4 separate regions of the Mus musculus genome follow, and regions 1, 3 and 4 are each linked to region 2. The links are chromatin contacts, called in public HiChIP or PLAC-seq and promoter capture Hi-C maps. All regions are on one chromosome and are shown on one strand. Each heading gives the region's core, a stretch centred on a gene start, on an enhancer-like site or on the middle of the called end of the contact. The rest is flanking DNA. Distances are from core to core; before and after follow the strand shown.

What was found. Promoter capture Hi-C pulls out the DNA fragments that hold promoters and counts their contacts. HiChIP or PLAC-seq counts read pairs in DNA pulled down with a chosen protein or histone mark.
Region 1: a contact with region 2 is called in a promoter capture Hi-C map of pre-B cells, with 4 times the contacts expected there. The contact joins the promoter of Ogg1 here to the promoter of Efcab12 in region 2. A contact is called at or near these places in 2 of 39 promoter capture datasets (erythroid cells and pre-B cells).
Region 3: a contact with region 2 is called in a promoter capture Hi-C map of liver, with 2.3 times the contacts expected there. The contact joins the promoter of Fancd2 here to the promoter of Efcab12 in region 2.
Region 4: an H3K27ac HiChIP or PLAC-seq map of embryonic stem cells shows a contact between it and region 2, with 4 times the contacts expected there. The contact joins the promoter of Prrt3 here to the promoter of Efcab12 in region 2.

What each region holds. Positions count from the first base shown.
Region 1 is chr6:113,325,541-113,329,853 of GRCm38.p6, reverse strand. It overlaps Ogg1 (8-oxoguanine DNA-glycosylase 1), which reads right to left and starts at 2,878. Exons shown (of 7, transcript NM_010957.4): 1 at 2,492-2,878; 2 at 1,242-1,489; 3 at 446-625. The coding sequence starts at 2,628.
Region 2 is chr6:115,836,687-115,841,032 of GRCm38.p6, reverse strand. Efcab12 (EF-hand calcium binding domain 12) reads left to right here and starts at 2,621. Exons shown (of 9, transcript NM_001110506.1): 1 at 2,621-3,249. The coding sequence starts at 2,901. It overlaps Mbd4 (methyl-CpG binding domain protein 4), which reads left to right. Exons shown (of 8, transcript NM_010774.2): 8 at 1-336.
Region 3 is chr6:113,529,373-113,533,934 of GRCm38.p6, reverse strand. Fancd2 (Fanconi anemia, complementation group D2) reads right to left here and starts at 2,253. Exons shown (of 44, transcript NM_001033244.3): 1 at 2,187-2,253; 2 at 64-161. The coding sequence starts at 127. It overlaps Emc3 (ER membrane protein complex subunit 3), which reads left to right and starts at 2,297. Exons shown (of 8, transcript NM_175101.3): 1 at 2,297-2,607. The coding sequence starts at 2,453.
Region 4 is chr6:113,498,796-113,503,653 of GRCm38.p6, reverse strand. It overlaps Prrt3 (proline-rich transmembrane protein 3), which reads left to right and starts at 1,723. Exons shown (of 4, transcript NM_001289700.1): 1 at 1,723-1,804.

The DNA.
Region 1 (4,313 bases), core at 1,629-4,128, 2.5 Mb after region 2:
CTGCTGGGTGCAAGATGTGTCTCCCTTTATTCTGTCCTCAGAATAAAGGATTCTGACAGGATATGTAACATCATTTTCCATTTCACAGACTCAAAACAGAAGTGAACATGTTAGTGTCAGAACTAGGATTCAGTCAGATCTAGGCAGTCTGTCTCAGATTATCTGCCTGTAAGTCTAAACTACTGAACACTGTGTATAGACATTCCTCTAGTGAGGTACTGCATATACTGGCAAACAGCCAACTAATGAGGTGCTGCTGTTTCAGAGATCAAATCTGAGGACAAGTTATATCTGGGACTGCCCAGACTACTTCACCCAGGACTTCTGGGTGGAGACAGTGTTTGGCACAGTGGGAAGCTCTGAGATGGGAGCTCATAGCTTGGGTAGAACTGAACAGATAGATCTTTCTGTCCAAATGCTGAAGGGGACGGATGCACCTACTCACCAGCCAGGGCATGGAGGTTTGGGAAGCCATGATAAGTGACATCATCAAGCTGAATGAGTCGAGGTCCAAAGGCCTGGCAGAGCCGTTCCACCATGCCAGTAATGCGAGCAATGTTGTTGTTGGAGGAACAGATGAAAGAGAAAAGGCACTCAGTGGGGTCTTGTCTCAGCAGTCTCACACCTGGAGAGCAGAAAGGTCGGAGCCTGGGGACACACCTCGAATCCCTCCACATCAGACACTACACCTTGAGGCTCCAGGGGGACCTGGAAGAATAAGGGACTGCTCGGGTCGAGAAATCACTAGGCTTCTGCCTTGTGGCATCCTGTGGGGTCTGGGTGACCATCCCATTCCACTGAGAAAAAAAGCCACAATGCAAGCACCACATGAACAGGGCTTCATTTTGTGTCCTTTTCTTTCTTCACCAAAGAGTAAAAGTGATTGGGTATATAATGACAGAATGACGTCACCTGCTCCAGGACACACAGTCAGGATTAGGCCCCATATCTTTATCACTTTCCTGTGGATGATGATCATCATCATTATAATAATAACAATGTGCTAAGTAGAAGCACTTTAGTAAGTACATCTTAATTATTTGCTATTATCATGTGTGTGTGGCATAGCGTGAACTTTTGGGAGTTGGTCCTCTCCTTCCAGTATGTATTGGGGCATTAAACTGCATGACAAGTGCTTTTATTTGATGAACCATCCTGGTGGCCCTGTATCTGCATGTTACGGAAGGCAGAGTCACAGAGATGTAACTTGTAAGCCACCATTCCTGCCCCCTTGTACTCACCTTGGAATTTCTGGGCCACTCTTTGGAAGTGGGAGTCTACAGAAGCCCAGTGGCTATACAGCTGTGCCAGGCTGACATCTAGCTGAAAGTACTTGTGTAGGGTTTCCAGCTCCTCTAGGGTGGGCCTGCTGACCTGGCTGTCGTCTCCTCGGTACACAGTGCAATAGAGCTGGTCCTCCGTCTGAGTCAGTGTCCATACTTGATCTGCCAGCACGCCACTCCAGTGAGCAGGGCTCTGCTCCTTCCACCTGGGCACCCCAACAGACAACCCTAGCATCGTTACCCATCTTGAACTCGTTAAGGTCCTTTCTGTTTTACAAATGTCCCACCTGTAAACTGACTAATTAGTTATAAATAAAAGTGGTATGTCTTCTTTCTTTTTCTTTCTTTCTTTTCTTTCTTTTTCCCCGAGACAGGGTTTCTCTGTGTAGCCCTGGCTGACCTGGAACTCACTCTGTAGACCAGGCTGGCCTCAAACTCAGAAATCTGCCTGCCTCTGCCTGCCAAGTGCTGGGATTAAAGGCATGTGCCACCACTGCCCGGCTAGTTTTCTTTCTTTCTTTCTTTTTTAAGATTTATTTATTTATTTATTTATTTATATGTAAGGACACTGTCCCTGTCTTCAGACACACCAGAACAGGGCATCAGATCTCATTATGGATGGTTGTGAGCCACCATATGGTTGCTTGGAATTAAACTCAGGACCTCCAAAAGAGCAGTCAGTGCTCTTAACCACTGAGCCATCTCTCCAGCCGCCCCCCCCCCCCCCCCCGCTAGTTTTCATCTTTTTGTTTGTTTGTTTTTTCGAGACAGGGTTTCTCTGTATAGCCCTGGCTGTCCTGGAACTCACTTTGTAGACCAGGCTGGCCTCAAACTCAGAAATCCACCTGCCTCTGCCTCCCGAGTGCTGGGATTAAAGGCGTGTGCCACCACCCCCGGTGTAGTTTTCATCTTAAAAATAAAAAAGAAGCGGTACTGGGGATTGAACCAAGAGCCAAGTGCGTGAAAAGCAAGCACTCTTATTACTGAGTGCATCCCTCAGCTTCCCCCACTGATTTTTATTGCATGGTCCTCATAATCCTGCACAGTCATCACCTCTACTTCCTAAAGAAGGTTAAAAGGCAAACCACCGGTGCTTAGACTCCAAAATGTACTCTCATCTATTGCTCCCAACATTCTCTGTATCCCGAGTGGGCAGCACTGAGAAGTCAACATCCTAGGGAACAGTCCTCCCAAGTGCAGTCACTCACCGGAAGGACTGTCCAGAAGCTAAAACCAAGTCCAGACGCAGCTCAGAGCGTGGACACGGGATAGAGGCCCAGAGGGCCGGGCTGGAGCTTAGGGTGCGATGTCTCATGCTGCTAGGCAGCCAGGAACGGAATAACATTCGGCTAGCAGCCCCAGCCCATTACGGCACTGTCCAATCAGAACTCGACTTTCCCAAGTCCTAAAGCCTCGCACACAAGTGACCACACACACCGGGAGTGTAGCACCGTGGGTCCTAGCTTATGGGTCCGGTGTAATTTTAATTTGAGTCCCTGTTGAATGAATTTCCCTCTCCTCGTAGGAAAGCCTCTCGCACACCACCAAACCCCTAAACGCCCCACTCCGCTCTCCCGTGCAGCACGCCCCGCCTCTTCCTCCGGACGTGGCCCCGCCCCCAGGACCTCCCGGCGCGCGCCTCCTCCTCCTGCGCAGCCCTCGAGGTTTGGAAAGGCGCGCCAGTATGGTTCTTCCGGGTCCCAGTTTACTCCCACCGGAAGTAGATCCTTGCTCCCGCTTATTTGACCCTAGAGGTAGCCAATCCGAGAAGAAAGTACGAAGCACCAATGAGAACTCGGGAGTGCCGGAGTGGGCGGGCCTGTGAGGTGGGAGCGGTTGGCCTGCTGGCCTCGCTGCTTGGCGATTGGCTGCCAGAGACCCGGCTCTGCCATTTCAGGGCTTTCGGTGCAATCTCAGGGCCTGCCTGCAACTTCTCGTGCTGGCCCGCACTGGAGCCACATCATTGCGGGGCGTAGTGGTACACACCGGTCGTCCCAGAACTCGGTAGGCAGAGGCGGGAGGCACGTTTGAAGCTTAACTAGGCTGGGCTTCATGGCGAGACTCTGTCTCAAGAAATAAACCGAAAGAATCTCATCCTCCCCTGCTCAAGCCTTTCTCCACCGAGCCTCTTCTGAGGCAGTGATTTTTCAGCGCTGTCCCCTCCACGTCTTGTCAGGAGGCCCCGAATGCGCCATCTCGGGCTTCCCAGGCTTCAGAGGCCAGTCTCAGGTTTGCTCGCCCTGGCTACAGCCTGCGGCACAGCTACCCGCTCCAGTCCGAGCGTGGAGAGATGGGCTTTCTTTGGAGTTCACTCCGTCCAAATGCCAGTGTGTGGCTCTAGGCAGCCTAAGGGACCAACACAACCAGCACCAGCCACCTTGTTCCAAAAAGGACTATATCATTTATAATTTTTTAAGACAAAAAAAGAATGCTTAGGCTAAGAAATATGAACTTCAGCCGGGCAGTTATGGCGCATGACTTTAATCCCAGCACTTTGGGAGGCAGAGGCAGGCAGATTTCTGAGTTTGAGGCCAGCCTGGTCTACAGAGTGAGTTCTAGGACAGCCAGGGCAACACAGAGAAACCCTGTCTCCAAAAACAAACAAAAAAAGAAAAGAAAAAAAGAAAGAAAGAAACATGAACTTCGGACACTAGTTTGACACACTAGGGCATTTTCCATCAAGCAGAGAAATTTTCGGGTTGTGCCTAAATTATTGGACTACAGACTCAAGGGCAGGGCTGGATGCTGATTAGTGTGTGTGTGTGTGTGTCTACAGAAAGGCACAGCACACCTGCTAGAACACTATTAACCAACATCAAACAAACTGGGTCTTTTGTCTCAGTTTCATTAAGCAGTAGCTGTAAGGCTCTCAGCATCCATGTTTTACTGTGATTACCTCATCTAAAGGCATGTCACCTTACAGGTGCCTGGCACTGAGAAGGCATTCTCTCCAACAAGACTTTAAGTTAGGAAAAACGCCAAGGTTGCATGTGCATTAACAGGCTGGTACACACCTACTTTGTTTTCAAC
Region 2 (4,346 bases), core at 1,372-3,871:
AAGGCAGCTTTGGTTACACAGCAAAACCCTGTACAAAAAATACAAACCAAGTTTGTTGGACTAAATAAGCTATGTCTGCAGAAGTGTCTGTCTGTCTTGTTTAATGGAATTCTTTTTTTTAAAGATTTATTTGTTTTATGTATATGAGTACACTGTAACTGTACAGATGGTTATGAGCCATAATGTGATTGTTGGGAATTGAACTCAGGACCTCTGCTTGCTTCTGGCCCTGCTCTGGCCCCGCTCGAGTATATGGAATTCTTAAGATCCTAATATACTTATGAAACCTATCACTTTGTATTAGGTAGTTAATAAAATATTTTTATTAAAAAGTAAGGTCCCTTTGGCATTGTGTTCTTGACCACTTGCATTGGCTCTGAGGAATTTTAGATTTGCCCTTAATATCCCTGTGCGAGTGTGGCTTATGGCTCCATTGCAACTCACCCTTTAACCCTGATCCTTTGTGAAACCTTCTCTCTCCCAATGTTTGGTGCCATTTCCATGGCAGGTGGTATACCATCATGGTTCTAGTTCCGACGATCAATTGTCATTCTAAGGTTTGGTTTGAAAATTAAATCGAATGAAGGCAAAGTAAACCAGCTGTCAGGAAGCTATTTGTCGTAGGATAGCGAGTGGGTATAGGCAGATGTGCTCTGTTGCAGGCTAATTGATTTTTCCTCTGGTGAACAGGTGGCAGCTGTGAGAGGGATGCTGGAGGTGGAGAGATCATTGGTCACAGAGTAGTCAGGTTCAGTTCCTAGCATGTCTATGGAGGGGATCTGTTGCCCTCCTCTGGGCACACAGGTCGTGTGTATACATGCATGTGAAATAAGTTCACATAAGTGTAAAGAGATGTGATGTGGCAGGAAAGCTGGCCATACCTCCCACTTCACAATAACCCTTAATATTTTCACAAACATCACAGGAACACACATAAGTGCAGAGCTCTGTGCTGGGGAGGGAAAAGGATGAGAAGGCTCTGTAGAGACCTCCCAGGAAGAGAACAGTGCTAACAGTATGGCAGAGAAGACAAAGTGAGGATGGAGATCCAGACACAAGCAGGTCAGAGTCCAGAGAAATCTTTGGATGCCTGGGCCATGGCCAAGGTTAGGTGGCAAAGCAAATTTCCCAAATGTCAGCTATGAGATGAGATAAGGCTGCAGGGCAGGGCCACTTAACCCCCCTCTCCCTGGTCGCCTTGAAGGGGAGCTCTGTCTGGCCAATTGCTGGGGTTCCAGGGCGACTCTTTCTTTTCAGGAGATAAGGTTGCCTGACCTCCGTGCCTTCCCTCGCATCTCAGTGAAACCATGGTGCCTTGTCATGGTTTTGTAAGTGTTCAGAGGCTGTGGCTCAGAAGGGCCAGTAGAAGCGAGTGCCTCGGGTTGTGGGGAGTCAGGAGGATGCTAAATCTAGTGAAGATGGTCCCCAGCACAGAGAACTTGTTCAAATGTTGATCTTTATTTTGTGACCTACAGTTTAAAATGTTAGAATCAGGTGGGTAGTTCAGCAGTTGAGTTTTCCTGGCATGCCCAAGGCTTAGAGCTCAGTGCCCAGCAGTACAAAACTTTTTCTTTTTTTCTTTTTTTTTTTTTTTTTTGGAGACAGGATTTTTCTATGTAGACCAGACTGGCCACCAATTCACAGAGCTCCTCCTGTGTACTACCATACCTGGCCAGACCACATTTTTGTAAGTGTTTAATTAAATGGTTTTGTTTTGTGTTTAACACATTTACAGCCACTAACACTAGCTAACTCAAAGACATTTCTGAGCCTGGCGTGGTGGCACATGCCTTTAATCCCAGCACTTGGGAGGCAGAGGCAGATGGATTTCTGAGTTCGAGTCCAGCCTGGTCTACAAAGTGAGTTCCAGGACAGCCAGGGCTATACAGAGAAACCCTGTCTCGAAGAAACAGGTGTAAGGCCTGAGCCTGAGTCTGGATTCTTCCGTTTACTAGACTCCTCCATGTAGTGTGGGTCATGTATCTTTCCATGCACACCCCATAGTTCACCTATTAGTGGAGATTTCAAAGGTTTATTATTAGGACTGGTTCTAACCTGTTTCTGGCTTTGATTAAAGATAGGCTCTCATTGAGTGGCTCTGGCTGGCCTGGGACTTATGTAACACAAGCTGGCCTCAAACTTAACGTCTATCTTCCCGCGCTGGGATACAAGTGGTTGCCACCAAAACTGTTGATTCCAGACCATAACACCCAGTCATAGCACCAAATACCTGTCTTTTATTTGACCTTGACTGACTAGGATTCTCAGAACCCAGGGTAGAGTTATGATACTTTTTTTAAATGAGAAAAGTGAAGCCTGAAGATAAGATCTGTGAAGGACCTGCAGCTTACAAGAAAATAGGACATTTTTTTTTTTCTTCAGAATAGGGGGCCATGGGAAGACTGGGACATATGTATGATTTCCCAAAGGAGGCACCAGCCAGAGCTAAGCAAATCGCCGAAGCTCCTGACTTCCGGGTTTGGGAGGTGGAAGGGAAGAAAGGTTCTCCCGCCTCCTTCTTGCAAGTGGAAGCGCTCAGCCAATCGGTGTAGGGCATCTATAGTCATGACAACAGAGGCTTACTCTCAGCAGGTTGAGCAGCCTTTTGCAAAACCTGAAGCTTATTTCCACCAAACGGCTAAACTGGGGGCGTACTTCATAACGCCATCTACAGGAATCCTCCGGCTCCGGGCGGCAGAGCTGTTGGAGAGCTCCAGGATAGGCTAGAAGCCTCATTGTGCCGTCTCCATTGTGGGATAGGGAGTTCCAGAAGGTCACAAACGGCCTGGATTCCTATGCCCGGACCGGACCTAGCTAGAGAACCCGGCTGAGTCACGTGACTTGGAATCAAAGCCAGGCTCTTGCGCCTGGGAACCTGCATTTTTCTCAGTTGGGCAACAATGCGTTCTATATTGAAAAAGAGACCTGGAGAGGAGACAGTCAGCTGTCTGCCCCCAAACAAGTGCTTGGCAAAGGTTTGCAATTTGAGAGGTGGAGGGTACAAACAAACAAGAAGAGTTGGATGCCAGAAGACCCATGCTCTCCGAAAACCTCCTCCCCACCCATCTAATGCTTCGCAGTGGGATGCTGGTCTCTCTAGCCACCTTTCCAAAGCACACAGTCAGAATGTGGCAGAAACCCTGGCCAAACATAGTGGGAAGCAAAAGAAATCATCCAGGTTATGGGAGGCCCAGAAAGCCGAGGAGAGAAAAAGTCGTGTGACTTTCGGCTTGACGATCACAGACGCTGGTAAGTGACAGTGCTCTTCATGGAGATGGAAAGTGTCTGCAGGACCTGGTTAGATGAGACTGGAACCAGGGGACACGTTTAATCTTAGTCGTGGACACCTAAGACCCTGTAAACTATAGAAGTGAGATGTTTTCAGAACAACTAAGATGGCATGGTTGTGCTGGGATGGGGGTGCTCAGCACGGAGGTGAGTGGGAGAAGCTGCCTGGTGTAGAGTGTTGACACTTAGAGGAGTGACCAGGACAACAGGATGAGCCCAGGATGACGGCCAGAAAGGAAGGCAGCAGCTGAGGTGTGAGTCAGGGAAGGAGAACAAGTGTGTTTTCTGAGGCGAAGTGAGGGCTCTAAGGCAGGTGCTCCTGGGAGACACACAAGGGTCAGTAAATGGGGTCTTATCCAGCATTCGAGGCCCACAGTGACGTTCTGGGAATGTACAAACAGAAGCAAAGTCAGCCAGTGACATCAGAAAGTGTACCTGTGCATGCAGGAGTGGAAATTCAGCGCTTTCTCTTCCAACTCCACCATCTCTTCTAATGACAGGATGGTAGCCTCAGCCTGTCACTGCTTGGTCATAGTCCTGAAGAGCACTAGAAAGAAGTGGTGTGAAAAGTGAGTGGGTGGTAAGCAGGCCACCTGTCTGCAAGAGGGTGGCTGGGATAACACCTGATAGGCTAATCACTGTTCTTTGCCGAGAAGAGAGACAAGGCTTCAAGGCAACTCTTATGAAAGAAAACATTTAATTGGGGGTCTTGCTTATAGTTCCAGAGGCTTAGTTCATTATCATCATGGCAGGGAGTATGGTAGCAGACAGGTATGGAAAAGTAGCTGAGATCCATACCCTGATACACAAGCTGAGAGAGAGAACACCTGATGGGGGCTTTTAAAACCTCAAAGCCACTAGGCACTGGTTGTTAGCCTTTAATCCCAGCACTCAAAAGACAGAAGCAAGAAGATCTCTGAGTTCAAGGCCAGCCTAGTCTACAGAGGTAGTTCTAGGACAGCTAGGGCCATACAAAGAAACCCTATCTCAAGAAAAACAAGACTCAACGCCCACCCCTTGTGACACATTTCCTACAACTAGCTCTCCCCTCCTCTTCC
Region 3 (4,562 bases), core at 1,004-3,503, 2.3 Mb after region 2:
TGCATCTTTTCCTGTCTCATGCATCTGTGATTCACATATAACAACAAAAGGGTAGATACTTACTGGAGGCATCTTCTGTCAGGTTTTCTTTATCCTCAGAATCTAGCCGACGTCTTTTGGAAATCATTTTGACTAACGTCTTCTGCCACTTATATTACTTCCTTAAAAAAACACCCAGGAGTTGGAAATTTAGCTCAGTGATATACACACTGCTTACCTCCACCACCAAAAGAACCAGCATAATCGGAGACTAGGAGTCATTCTAAAAACTATTCTCTCTACAAGCAGAGGGTTTGAGTCTTCACATTAACGCTGTCCAAACCACCCAAATGCTGAGCACATTTCAACTCCTACAACTGGCCAAGTTGCTTCTTTCACCAGGCTACTTCTCTGTTGCTAAAGGAGAAAGCCCATAACTCGTCTTCTGAGACTCAAGACCATCACCTAAGCTGCTCTCTAACAGGTTACTTCAGTACTGTGTCATGGTGGTGCTAAGGACTGAAGGTATAAGACAAGACAAACATCAAACATTGCAAAACAAGACAGACATCATTCCAGCGTGCAGGAGGCGTACAGCATTACAAGGTCTTAATGTATTGAACTACGTCTGTGTGACTGCAATCGAAGAGAAGCCAGGGAATTGAGTGAGAGCTTATGAGGACCGTTAGTCTACCTGTAGGTGGAGCAGTGAAGAAAAGCAGGAACAATTTTTCTGAACACGTTTTCCGTTTCAACATCATAGCTTTGTGTGTGCTAGGACAGTCATTTTTATTTTTAAAATATCTAAATCTTAGGTGTATGATGATTTGCCTGTGCATACGACTGTGGACCATGTACACACTGGATGCCTGCATAGGCCAGAAGAGAGTATTAGAGCCCCCAGAAGTGAAGTTACAGATAGTTATGAGCCACTATGTGGGTGCTGGGAAAGGAGCCGAGATTCTCTGCAGAGCAGCAAGTGTTCTTAACCACTGAGCTATTTTTCTAGTACGTATTTATTTTTAAGACAGGATTCCACCATGTAAATTGGACTGGCTGGTCTACATAGTTACCAGTTACATTCTAGGCCAGCTTCAGATATACAGTGAGGCCCTATCTCAATAACCAACAAACAAACAACCTTGTCTTATATGCTCTAATTATAATCTACATATTTCTCACATGCTAACTTAAGAAAGATACCATTACTAGTCTCCTAATCAGGGGAAGGGCTGAGGTTCTAACTCTAAAAAGTCTGGTTCCAGAATCTGTACTCCTTGTTTTGTTCATTTATTTTTGGTTCTTAGACAGGCCAGAATCTGTGGGTTTTGTCTTACTTTCAACTTCTAGGGTCTTGTGTAGCTGTTTGGTCTTGAACTCATACATAGCCAAAGGCAACTTCTCCTGCCTCCACCTCCTAAAAGCCAAGACTATGGGCTATTATTATTATTACTGTTTTTTATTTGGTTGGTTTTGTTTTTTTGTTTTGCTTTCTTTTGTTTGAGACAGGGTTTCTCTCACTCTGAGGACTGGCTGACCTTGATCGAACTCAGAGATCCAACTTCCTCTGTCTCTCAAGTGACACCACCACCCAGCTTCTCTCTCTCTCTCTTTATTTTTCTGTGTATACAATGTTCTGTCTGCACATCAGAAAAGGGTATCAGATTTCATTATACATGGTTATGAGCCACCATGTGGTTAAGGGGAATTGAACTCAGGACCTTTGGAGAAGCAGCCAGTGCTCTTAACCTCCAAACCATCTCTCCAGACTAGGGCAATGGTTTCTATTAAGGATTAACGTTCCTGGGCTGGTGAGACAGCTCTGGGATTAAGAGCGTTTACTGCTCTTGCAGAGGACCCAGGTTCAGTTCCCATTCAAACATGCGGCTCAAAACTGCCTGTAACTCCAGTTCTAGGGAATCCTGCGCCCCTTCGGGTTCCTATATGCATGTGGTGCACATAAACACAGAAGGTCAAATCATACATATACATTAAATAAGTCTTGCCAAAAAAAAAAAAAAAAAAGCCTCAAAAACTAAAAACAGGTTCAAATTTCTTATTATACGAGATTTCTTATTATGCGTTTCCTACAATAATATGTAATCACTGACAGCCACTTTTCAGAGGGAAACACTAGAACAAGTCAGGGCCGTCTGACTTCGGAGAGATACCATCTCGCTCCCAGGAAAGCCTAAAAAGCCACTAACCTGGGGACCCGCCAGTTGCTTCCCTTCGTTTTCGACTTTCCCGCTAGAAGAACGGCGCTCTGACGCCATCAAAGCCGCGCCGTGGCGTGACGTTACTCGCCCGCACCGGAAGTTGACGGCCTGGCGGCCCAGCTGGAAACAGTGCGCGGAGAAAGCTAGGCTGCCCCAGATTCCACGCCAGCCAGACTGAGGGGCGGGTGAAGGCCCGGAGCCGAAAGCCGGGAGGAACCCAACTCCTCCCGACCCGCAGCGAACTCTCAGCGAAGATGGCGGGGCCCGAGCTGCTGCTTGACTCCAACATCCGCCTCTGGGTGGTCCTGCCCATCGTTATCATCACTTTCTTCGTGGGCATGATCCGCCACTACGTGTCAATCCTACTGCAGAGCGACAAGAAGCTCACCCAGGAACAAGTGTCTGACAGGTCAGTACCCTCACCCTATCCTGCTGACCTCACTCCCGGGTGACCTTGGTCAAGAAAGTGCAGGGATTGATTGTATCACTTTAACTGAGTTTTCATCGCGCCCCTACGGGTTGACCTTGGCGGTTAGCTGTGTTTCATTTTTGTCAGTAAAATGGGAATAATCTCAGTACCTACCTAATAGAGAGAGCAGGCATGTAGATGTTAGATTGGATGATACCTAAAAGCCTTTAGCCCAGGGCCTTGCATGTACTAAGTGTTTAAGAAAACGTTCTTAATATTGTTAGGCTAGTTGCCAACCGTCAGTGAGGTTCTCTCTGAACTATCCTGCTCCATTCCGTTATTAAGAGTACCCACTGAGAGTCAGATGCAATATTCCCTTGAGTCCTGCTAACATCCAGGCAAGTGAATTTCATAATCTACACTACCAAAGAACTGTAGTGATCTGCTGAGATGCTAAGGTATAAAGTGCCTCCAAAGCTTGGAGACTACCACAGAGACGTGTGAGGAGTTGCGATGGACCATTCCACCTGCCTCCTCTCCTCACTTGCCTTCTTACAGTGCTTTTCTGTGGGAGACAGAACTTTGACATAACTTCAGCCACTTCACATTAAAATCAGTAACAGTTTTCAATCACTTATTCTAGTCATTTTCAGAGACTAGCTGAAGACAGTGCTGCTGGTTCCTTGACTTGTCCAGATCACATAGGAATCACTTTAATGAAGAGAAACGTTTCAAACGTTTCTGCAGAGAACAGAAAACAAAAACCAAAACAAAACAAAAACCTCATTTTGCCGGGCGTGGTGGCACACACCTTTAATCCCAGCACTTGGGAGGCAGAGGCAGGTGGATTTCTGAGTTCAAGGCCAGCCTGGTCTACAGAGTGAGTTCCAGGACAGCCAGAGCTATACAGAGGAACCCTGTCTCGAAAAACCAAAAAAAAAGAAGAAGAAGAAAAAAAAAAAAAAAACCTCATTTTATCGTATTTAAAAGTTACTTTCTTTTTGTGGCAAGTAATACTGGATTTCCATTTGCTGGTGATTTAAAGATCACCTTAAATTAAAAACACTTTAAAAAAAAAAAGATTTATTTTATGTATGTGAGCACACTGTTGCTGTGTTCAGGCACACCAGAAGAGGGCATCAGATCTCACTATAGATGGTTGCAGCCACCATGTGGTTGCTGGGATTTGAACTCAGAACCTCTGGAAGAGCAGTCAGTGCTCTTAATGGCTGAACCATCTCTCCAGCCCTAAAAACACTTCTTCTGCAATGAGGCTGTGATGTAACTCAGTTGGGTACAGTGCTTGGACAGCTGGCTTTGAAGCCCTGGGTTCCTTACCCCAGCATAAGCCAGCTATGGCAGTGTAAGCCTGTAATGCCAGGACTCAAAGATGGAGGTAGGAAGATCAGAAGCTCAAGCAAGCTACCTATAGACTGGAGGTCAGGCTGGTGCACATGAGAGTCTGTCCCCCAAAATGTCCAGCTTGGGTATTTTCGATTGTCTTTTTTTTTTTTTTTTTTTTTGTCTTTCCTTATTCTGCTGCTGATAATAATAATAACAACAGCAATAATAATAATAAGCCAGCTTTATGAAACATTCTAAGCAGGTACAATGATAAGGACTTAACATTTGTTAATTTATTTAAAACCAAAAAGCAACTCAATGTGGTTGATACTGTCCTCATTTTATAGAAACTGAGACTTTAACAGAGTTCCGTAATAGTAATGGATGATGACAATTCATGACTTTAAGCTAAATCTCGTGGTTCCCAAGCCTAGGTTCTTTCTTTTTCCCAACAGTGCCCACTATGACTATTTTGTGTGCCATTAGTTTCAGAGCTGACTAGAGACAGCCCCCTGAAGCAAGCCTTAGGAAGTTAGCTTAGTACAGACTTGAAAACTACAAGAAGATGGGGAGTGGAGAAAACTCAGTAATTTAAATTTTATTTAGTTTTT
Region 4 (4,858 bases), core at 474-2,973, 2.3 Mb after region 2:
TAGGAACTGTGCAGAGAGGCCTCTGGAGTACTTGATATTGTCTCTGTACAGAACCTCAGTTCCAACCACGCCTCTGCTAGATTATCACATCAGTTCCATGTTGGGTACAGTAAGAATTCTGGAATTTTGATTTCTTAAAAAAAAAATAACCCACAAATATTGTAAGAATGTGCTTTTGATTTAATCCCAGGTGTAGGGAGGTGGGGCTGCTTTGGACTGTCTGCCACAGCTGACTGTGATTTGCCTAGTGCTCTAGCAGAGACGTCATTTTGCCAGCTGCATAGTTTCTGTGATTGTGTGACCATTGGAATTCTGGGAACTTTTCAGAGGGTGTATAAATGCTATGGAGAGGCAGGGGTGGGTGGTTGTTGGTTGGAGGGGGTTGTGGTTTGTTAGTAGCTGTGCTCAAAGAACAAACAAAAGGAAAGAAATTAGATTCAAGGATCTCTCTTTTCTCTATCCTTCTTTCTGTCTCTAGTGATAGGGGGTGAAACTGGGGGTGGGAGGATAAAGTGCGGGGGATGGGGGTGGGAGAAGAACCCAGAAAGTACCTAAGGTCAGCTACAGTTCAGCCTTCTCCATTTCTCCCGCTAGTGTTAGAGGCTGAAGATAAAGAAGGTATTTGTGGTGATTTGAATAACAATGGCTCCCATAAGCTCATATAGTTGAATACTTAGCCATCAGGGAGTGGCCCTATTTTGAAAAGATTAGAAGGATTAGAAAGTGTGGCCTTAACAGAAGCTGTGTGTCAAATGGGGAAGGCTTTGAGGTTTCAAAAGCCCATGCCAGGCCTAGTCTGTCTGTCTGTCTGTCTCTCTGTGTGTGTGTGTTTCTATTGATCAGTATGTAGCTCTCAGCTACTGTTCCAGTGCCTGCCAACATGATGATAAGGGACTAAACCACTGAAGTTGTAAGCAAGCACCCAATTAAATACTTTCTCTTATAGCAGTTGCTTTGGTCACGGTGTCTCTTCATAACAATAGAACAGTGACTCAGGTAGTATTGTATCCAGTCACAAAGGCCAGAAGAAATTACATGATCGGCTAACCACATGCTGAAAATCACCACATCGGAGACCAGAAAGAAGTAGACCTAGGGCTGGCAAGCTGCTTCTGCAGGTAAAGAAGATCTGAGTTTGGTCCCCAGGATACACAAGGCAGAAGGAGAAAACTGACTCCACAGACATGATGTGGTATGCCACAGGCCACACAAATACAAACACACACACACACACACACACACCAAAATAACAACAACAACAATAATAGAAAAGAAGGAGGGTGAGGAGAAAGAAGAAGAAAAGAAGAAAAAAGAAAGAAGTAGATCTTCGAAAATGTGTCAGAATATATTGTAAAATGATGAGGAGAAAGGCAAGTTACAAGAGCAATTAAGAAAGCGTGGGCTCATTTTTATTTAATATGCTCTGGGAAAAGCCTGGAAGATATGCCAGGCTGTATGTATGATCTACCTATGCCTGTATGAATCCAGAGAAAGTGAGCTCCCAGTCCCCGCAGGTATGCAAATAAAGCGGGCTGTAGCTAGAAGGAACACTGCAGAACCCCACAGGGCTCTGACACCATCTGGGCTGTGCTGCTTGTGAGAAAGGGGCGGTGAGGAGCAGCGAACAGAGACCGTTCCCAAAGGAAAGGGTTAAGTATCCCGCGCTCCTGTGGGCGGGCTTGACGAGGAGATCGGCAGAGCCGGGCTCTGCTGGCCAAGCCTGAGCATCTCGGAGGATGCGCCTCCGGGAGCGGCTGCAGGGACGCGCGCAAGGTGAACGCATGGCTGCGGATGCAGCGCGCAGGTGAGGAGCTGGCCGAGGGAAGGGGAGATGGCGGGACCCAAGAAGGCAAGGAGCAAGGCTTACAGCCCCTTCGCGGGCATGGGCCTGCACGGTGCCAAACCCCACCCGGGACACTGCGGGAAGGCATGGAGCCAGGGAGAGAGAAGCTGGAGAAGGAGGAAGAGAGGTAACCCGAGATGGACCAGCTTCTGCAGGCTGTCCTGCAGAGGCCCTCACCCTGCTCCCCCCACCCCCTAGTCTCTGCGGCTGATTGATCTCATCTCCCCTCAGAACTGTCCAGCCATGGGGACCCTAATGCTAGGCAAGCTCCTGCCTGGACTGCGGGTGCCCACATCTCTTGCATCGGGGGTGGTAGGCAGATGGCATGTTATTCACTGAAGGCCCAGCTCAGCCATCTCCTCCTCTGCAAAGTCTACAGAGCTGTACGGGCTTCAGTATCTCTAGTATGTGTTTTCAGCTGGCTGTGCGACCTTGGACAAGTTGCTCAACCTCTCTGACTCTTGGTTGCCCACTCTCCTTTCCTGTGTGATGGGTACTTGCACCTGCTGTATGGGAAGGTTTAGAACAGAGGCCTAACTAAGCAAAGAGCTCAACACAGGGTATTATTATAACCTATATCCATATCAGGGGCCCCAAGTCCTTCCTTCGCACACCTCATCCCCAGCCTCAGAACTGAGGACTTTATGGGTCCCCAGACCCCAGCCTGGCCTATGAGCAGAACCTGGGGCTTAATAGATGTTTGAGAGAGGGCTTACCAAGACTTAAAGGCTGTCTGAATTAACGCTGTGACTGGACCCAAGAGGTCTTTGAATCCCCTGAAACTTCCCACAACCTCTGATGAGCCTAGGGGTACTCCTCGGAAGAGTCTCTGGGGTTACCTCTAACTTCTCCTAGTGTCTGAGCCACCAAAGGTGGCTGTGTCCAAGAGGAAAAGGACACAGCACCTGCCCCTAACACAGCTGGCCCTCAGCTGGCTGGCCACTGCTGATCCCTCCTACCTCCCTGGCCTACTTAAGGATGGACTTAGGAATAGGGACCTCTTGGGAATATATCTACCTGGGCCCGGATTGTACAGGGGCTGGAGGTGTAAAGGAAAAAGACAGGAGCCCCAGGCCAGCGGCAGACAGGAGATGATATACAAGGGAGCTTTGCTCCGGATAGGGAGAGCCAGGAACAGAAGGCATCCCTGGAGAGGAGTGTCTAGGCTAATACGAACTACCCTCCAATTGTCCCTGGACATGATGCCGACCTCTTTCCCTTTAAAAAACACTGCTTCTCAGACCGCCTCCTGTCGGAGCTCTCCAATCCACGTGATGGTTCACAGGAGCCCTTGCTGACTAGCCCCTGCCTGCTGACCACCAGCCACCCCAAAAGAGGTGTTCTGAACTCACTGAGTTCACGCCTGCTCCTGAGTCTTTGTATATGCTATTGCCGCTGCCAAAGGCTTTCCCCTCAGAGCGTCAAATGCTTGGCTCTCTTACCATTCTGCCTTTGCTTAAGTGTCTCTCTCCTCAGACAGGCTCTCCTGGCACCCCTGTGGAGACTCTCCTCTGTTATCATCTAACCACACTGTATTTTCTTCAAAGCTAAACTTTATAATTTTAGGGAGTCTCATTTCATAGTTCTCAGGCTGGCCTGCAACTTGCTAGGTAGATCACAGAGATCCTCCTGACTCTGCTAAGGATCTGAACTTTAACATTTTTAAAAAATTATATGTATCGTGTGTGTGTGTGTGTATGTGTCTGAGTGAGTGTCTGTGTGTGTACATGCATGCCTATTTGGAGATCAGAAAACAACCCAAGGGAATCAGTTTTCTCTTTCCACCATGTGGGTCCTGATCAAGGATTGAACTCTGAGGTCATCAGGCTTGGCAGCAAGCCCCTTTATCCACTGAGCCTTCTCACTGGCCGTTAGGTTAAAATCATTTATTGTCCATCTTACTTATATCTCTCCACAGTGGGGAGGGGGCAGTCTTCTCAATCTTGCTCAGCGCTATATCCCAAGGTCTGTTCAATTTATGTGTTGAACTAGAGAAGGGCTTATGAGGGAAGAAAGCTTTCCAGACAAAGGCTAAGGAGATAGAGCCCTGCTATCAAGTTCCTCCTGTGGGTCTGACCTTCATGTGTCTCATTAGTTATGCGTCATATGAATCCCCTTGAGGTAGACACTCTTGTTAGCTTCATTTTAGAGATAAAAGTTAAAACCACGATGCTGAGAAGCAAAGTAACTCACCCAGGAGACAAGATGCCAGGAATCTAACTCAGGGCCCTCCGCAAATGCAGGGGCATGTTCCTCTTTCGCTTTTATGAGAGCTGGATGTTGATAAATCTAATTTGAGGGCAGGCAAGAAGGCTTAGCAGCTAAAGAGGTTTGCCACAAAGCCCGATGGCCTGAGTTTGATCCCTGGGAACCACGTGGAAGGAGAGAACTGACTCCCACAGGTTGTCCTGCCCTCCAAGCACTTGCTGTGGCAAACATCCCCCCTTAATTAAACACCTAAATGTGATTTTAAAAACGTAAAATCTGTTTTCAGGGACTGGAGAGATGGCTTAGCCAGCCAGAGCAAGTAGCACTTCCTGCTCTTGCAGAGTATCCAGCACTGGGGTTAGGTGTCTCCCAGATGCCTGTAACTCAGCCCCTGGGGAATCCAACACTCTCCCCTGGCAATGGCAGGCACTGCACTTAACATATACAACTACTCCTGTCATATGTGTGTGTGTATACACACACACACACACACACACACACACACACACACACATATATATATATATATATATACACACATATATATATATATATATATACACACACACACATATGTGCATAGGTACATATATATGTATATCATATATAAAATATACTTAGTATATACAACTAAAAGGCTGGGCCTGTTAGCACACACACCTTTAATCACAGCACTCAGAAGGCAGAGACAAGTAGATCTCCATTAGTTCTATGCCATCTTGGTCTACATAGTTCAGGTCAGCCATGGCTATATAGACCCTGTCTCAAAAAATAAAATCTTGGGACTGGAGAGATAGCCCAGTGGTT